Linked DNA regions of Anser cygnoides: region 2 is linked to region 1. Evidence: chromatin contacts called from public Hi-C data. All regions are on one chromosome and are shown on one strand. The core of a region is the stretch at or near the end of the contact, and the rest is flanking DNA. Distances in the headings are between cores, read along the strand shown. Region 1 holds the start of DEPDC1B (DEP domain containing 1B). Region 2 holds the start of SMIM15 (small integral membrane protein 15).

What was found. Hi-C and Micro-C count contacts between places; a contact is called where the count stands out from the background.
Region 2: a Hi-C map of liver shows a contact between it and region 1, with 1.9 times the contacts expected there. The contact joins the promoter of SMIM15 here to the promoter of DEPDC1B in region 1. A contact is called at or near these places in 2 of 7 Hi-C or Micro-C datasets (granulosa cells and liver).

The regions. Positions count from the first base shown.
Region 1 is chrZ:74,481,482-74,484,126 of Taihu_goose_T2T_genome, forward strand. It overlaps DEPDC1B (DEP domain containing 1B), which reads right to left and starts at 1,353. Exons shown (of 11, transcript XM_048051652.2): 1 at 1,194-1,353; 2 at 507-772. The coding sequence starts at 1,241.
Region 2 is chrZ:74,638,222-74,640,866 of Taihu_goose_T2T_genome, forward strand. It overlaps SMIM15 (small integral membrane protein 15), which reads right to left and starts at 1,319. Exons shown (of 2, transcript XM_066987626.1): 1 at 1,041-1,319; 2 at 1-753. The coding sequence starts at 728. The coding sequence ends at 504.

The DNA of each region.
Region 1 (2,645 bases), core at 103-2,602:
ATATCTTATCTAAAGGATACATTGATGACCCAAGGCATAAAAAAAAAAACATTGTTATGAATAACTGTTAAATGCAGATGTCTTTCTCTTCTCTTAGAAGAAATGGAAATGTAGAACAGAGTAGCAGTGGGTGGGATTGGGTGCTCAGTGCCATCCTGACTTTAAGCAGCACCTTTTTCACACAGTTTCAGTCACCAACAAACCTAATGTCTATCAACAGCAAACAGAAGTCACTACCTTCTAAAAGCTGTAAAAGCTTTTGCTAGTATTCATCAAATTGAAGTCAAGTTAAAAGTTCCCTAAAACTATTTAAAAAATAAAAATCAAACGTTAAACCCGACCCTTGTCATCACTAGAAAGACAAATGCCTTTAACAGGAAGGAAAAGGAAAAAAAAACATTGATACCATTCCAACAGCATTTCACAAAAATATTTGCAAGACTAACAAAAGTTATTAGTGTATTCATAAAACTTAAGTTTTGCAGAGACATCATATATAGACTTACCTATACAAATGGCCGTCATCTTGAAAGTCCTCTTTACCCCATCTTCCTTTAATATCTTCAATAACATGATTTTTCAGGAACTTTTTAAGCAGCTTAACCGTTTGACTGCGAGTCACTTCAGGGCCAAAGTTTTGATTGGAGCCGAGTAGTTCATGTAAACAGTCCACGGCCTCTGAGGCTTTGAAGCAACGCTCGTAGCTTTTGAAGCGGCACCGATGCTTCCGTAAAGGCATCGCGGCACGAAACAGTTCAATTATCTCGTTCCACTGGGAAAGGGGAACAAAGGAAACCGTTAAGGGGAATGTTGCACGGGAAACATTTGGGTTGTACGAAAGGAACTGAAAATTCAGATGGATGTGAATACAGAGGCGCATACTTTTGGATCACCTGTGCTGGCAAGCGCTCTGAAACGTGAAGCTATGGTTTAAATAGCTGAGATGTGAGAACATAAGATGGGGAACAGGGGAATCTACAGGCTTGTGCTACCCACAGCCACAGCTAATGCTTTAAATCCCCCCCCTTACGGCTTTAAATCTCCTCCCGGCCGCTACCGGGAGACCCCCCCACACACCCCCGGGCGGGGAGGTAGACCCCTCAGAGGCAACCCGGGGCCCCCAGCGGAGGAGCGAGCACCGAGTGGATCCCGGGGGGGCCCTCACTCCCTCACTCCCTCACTCCCTCACTCACCAGCCGCGTGGCGCGGTAGGGCCCGGGGCCCACCAGCCGAGCCGACATGGGGGCGGCCGGGCCGGGCAGCGCCGTCCCCAGGGAAACCAAGGCCGCACGCGCCGCGCCCGCCGACCGTTTGAATCCCGGCCTGCCGGGAGCCGCCTTTTCCCATTGGGCAGCCACTTGTCCACGTGACCAAAGCGCCGCCGCCTCGGATTGGTGGAGGCGGACCCTGCCTTGCCCCCCCCCCCCCCTTGTAGAGCCCGGTGAGGGGGCGGGGCTGGGCGTAACGGGTCCGTCCCCACACACAGGCACAGGGAGGGGAAATGGCGGTTGCTGGGAGTGGTGGCTTCTCACAGCGCCCGTCGGTGGGGCGGTTCGGCTTCCCACGAGAGGCTTGTTTTTCTCAAAACGGGCATTAACTGCCGGTTTTCATTTCTGTGGCTGAGCAGAAAATGGTTCAGGACAGGGGCCCAGGCGTTGGCTTGGCAAACGCTCAAACGGTAGCAATGGAAGATGGATTTATCCATCAGTTCATCTGTTTAATTAGCACCTTGATAAAGAATTGTACCACAGTCCTTTCACTAATTCACAGAAAAAGAAAAAGTGATAATTTCAGGACTCAGTTTCTCAGGAGTAGCTAGTAATACCAGCATTTGTCCTCCACCAAACCTAAGGAACACAACATCCCAACCCACTTCCCCTCATTATCTCTCAGTGTTCACTGTAAACTTAGTGGTTTAATTGAATGATGCACTCCACTTTCCCCTGTAATAACACAATTTTTAGGTAGGAAAAAATGTAACTGTCCAGGTGCACACCGCATGATTCTCACAGGCTACATCACAGAAATCTTTTCTATTGAAGCCACTCAGGTAACTGTACTACTATATGCAGCCTCTTACGATACACCCGTACACCACACTGAAAGAACGCATTTTCTTTCTTCGAATGCTTCGTAACACAGAGAAAACTAAACCATTGTGCAAGAAACGTAGCAGGACAGTGAAGTAGTACTTGCTGACAGCCCACAGACTGATCAGCATCTCCAGTTTCTGCTCCTGCTTATTAAAACTTAATCTCAAATTATGGAAGCAGTTGGCTGCTGCACAAGTGCCAGACTTGGACATTTTTCCTGGCTCCTTATAGGAGGCCTGAGCAGCTCAGTTTTGACCACGTGTATTCTCAGACCCTACTTAAGCTTCAGAGAGTTTGAAGAAGTAGGTGCTGATCTAGGTCGCAGACCAACAAACTACGGTCTGGCCCCTCATACTCAGCAGTAGGATGCACTCCTTTTACAATGCAGCTGCATACACCCTTTCTCTTACTTCCAAGTGGTTCTGACCTCTGCATATTTATGCATTTTCTATTGCTGCGGTGGGTGGAATAACTACAAAATAGTGGGCCAAAACTAGGACTTCCGCACCAGCAATGCAAAACTACAGAGTAGTCTTTCTTCATCAGTACCTA
Region 2 (2,645 bases), core at 69-2,568, 160 kb after region 1:
CAAAGCTTGCCTTCCTGTATTCCAGTTTACCAGGAACTACAAAATACACATAAGCACAACATGAACGACCACAGAAAAGAGGTCCTGCAACACAGAAAATGGCTTGCTATACCAAGAAACCAAAGCTTATAGCATTTAATGAGTCATCCCCATAATTTGACACTTTTAAGACACTTGTTAAGTCATAGCTCAGCTATAGAAAAAAATAATAATAAATAAATGCCCCCAGTGCCACCCGACTAATTCATTTTTGAATTTAACATGCAAATTTAGAAAAGCAGCCTGCACTGGAACACAAGTAGATTAAATGGCTGTAACATGTGTCACTTGGGCAAACTTTAACACAGATCATTTCGGCAGAAAAAAATATACTGAAGGAGTTAAATTTCATACTTCAAGATGTAAGAGGATCAAGTATCAAAGGAAGGTTACAACACAAAACGTCCAACAGTGCTTCAATAAAAAAGTGGATTCTTTTCACGAGGAAGGCCTTTCCTGCCCATTTAATCCTTCTTTGCTCGCTTGGCTTTTGCAATGTTCTCCTGGCGTTTCTGCTTCTTCTTTTGCTCTCGCTCCCTGGCCTCGATCATTTTCGCGAGCTTCCACGACAGCGCCGCGCTGATTATGAACAGCGGCGTCAGGGCCAGGATGACCGTGGTGAGGAAGCCGTACGGGTCCTTGGCAGCCCACTCCACGACGTACTCGGCCCAGCCCTTCACGTCCAACATCTTCCCCGCTCCTCAAGCGGCGACGCTGCGGGAGGAGACATAAAAAAAAAAATAAGAAACAGCTTCCGAGCGCCCAGAGGAGCGCGGCCACTCCCTCACGCCGAGCCACCCCTCCCCGCTACCGCGGGCAGCGAGCGGGCCGCGCCGGCAGCCAGGCCCCGGCCGTGTCGCGGGGCGGCCTGTCGCGACGTGCCCCGCGGTAACGGACCCCACCTGCGGGCGGCGCGGTGCCTGCGGGCCCAAGCGCCGTGCCGTGAGGGCGGGACGCGCCCCGGCCGCCCCCCGCCGGCCCTCGCCCGCCGCCGCCCGTACCGGAGCGCTGCGGGGCCGCACGGCGGAAGCAGGAAGGGGGCGGTGGCCCCGCCGCGCCTGCTTACGGCGGCACCGCCCCGCCCCGTCATGGCCGCCCGGCGGCGGTTGGGGCGCTGACGGCCGGCCTCAGGCGGCGCGGGGCTGGGGCGGGCGGGACGTGCGTCTGTTTTCTGCCCGTGAGTAGCTCTGTCGCTCAAAGGGCAGAAGGCAGGCAAATGAGAGTGCATTTTGGCAACGGGGAGTTACTGACGAGAGGTGGGAGTCACCCAAAATGCTCAGTAAGTTACATGCAGTAAGTTAAAAAGACTTGAGTAAGTTAAATGCAGTCCCGTACTGTGTGGTACTTCTCGTGAAGGGCTACCTGTGAGTTCCTACCCAACACCTGTCCGCAGAGTTCAGGCTCTTGTAACATCTGAAAACTTGATCTCTGCACATGACTTAACCTAGGCATGCACATAAGCATTAGATTTCTTCGGGTATAGGTCCCTGTTTGATCTGTAGTTTGCAAATGTTAGCAAAATGTAGCTGTCCGAATTTATTGGCACTTAGATATTAGTTCTGAGGTGTTGTTCTGTATCACTGTAAGGTGTTTTTGCATGCTGCGTAGCCAAGCATGCCTAACATCATCACCTTTAAACCTACTGCAAAATTAATTTCTACTTCCCGTCTTTCCCATAATAATAATAGTCTCATCTGTCTGTTTGTGTCTCCATCTCTTCTAAGCTTTATTGATTTAAAGACAAAAGTGCCTGATTCACCACAGCAGGGACTAAACAAAAGCGGGGATTTTTTAATTTGCTTTCCCAAGGAATCATCTTATGTAATTACCTTCTCTGTGTGTTCTGCTCCCTCTCACAGCTTCTGAAGCTGTTGACCAGTTACGCTGGCAAAGCGGCAGAGACCTCCTGCATAATAATTATGTCCTGTTCAGGTTTGGGAAAGTGAGCAGCTAGCTGGAGGAGAGAGGCCCGGGCTATACACAGCCTTGCATCTGTGTTAGTCAGGAATGAAGGGAAGTTACAGGATGCCCACCCGAGGGGGGCTTAATTCAGAACAGTTCAACCTCCTTGTTTTGCTTTTGTGAGTTACATTTTCAGTTGTTACACTTCTAGTAGTCAAAGAGTGAGCAGAAATTCCAGAGTTCTCTATCAGTTAAACAAAACAGCACAACTGTTCGCTCACCATCAGAGTACTTCAACAGACCACCGTAAGCGTATGTTTATGTTCACTGTAATTTTGGCAGTTAGCTGCGACTTTGTAAATCTGGACTTTATTTGACATCTCTTTTGAGACACCTTTAACTGATCCGTCCTGTTAATTTGTATGCATGTGCCTGTGTGTAGTTTAATCCAGGCACTATTTAATTTTGTATGTCAGTCATAAGCAGAAGAGTGAGAGAATTGTAAGGGCGAGGACAGGGAGGGAAGGATACACTGGTGAAAGATCACATCATTTAGAGTGTGTTTTGAAAGTCATGGTCTGCTGCTTCATACCAAATATACCAATGTTTTACTTAGGCCTCATTCCAGATATCTAGGATAGGGAGGAACCTTACTTAGCATGGAATTAAGCTTGTCCGTAACTACATGCCAACTCAATGCCAGC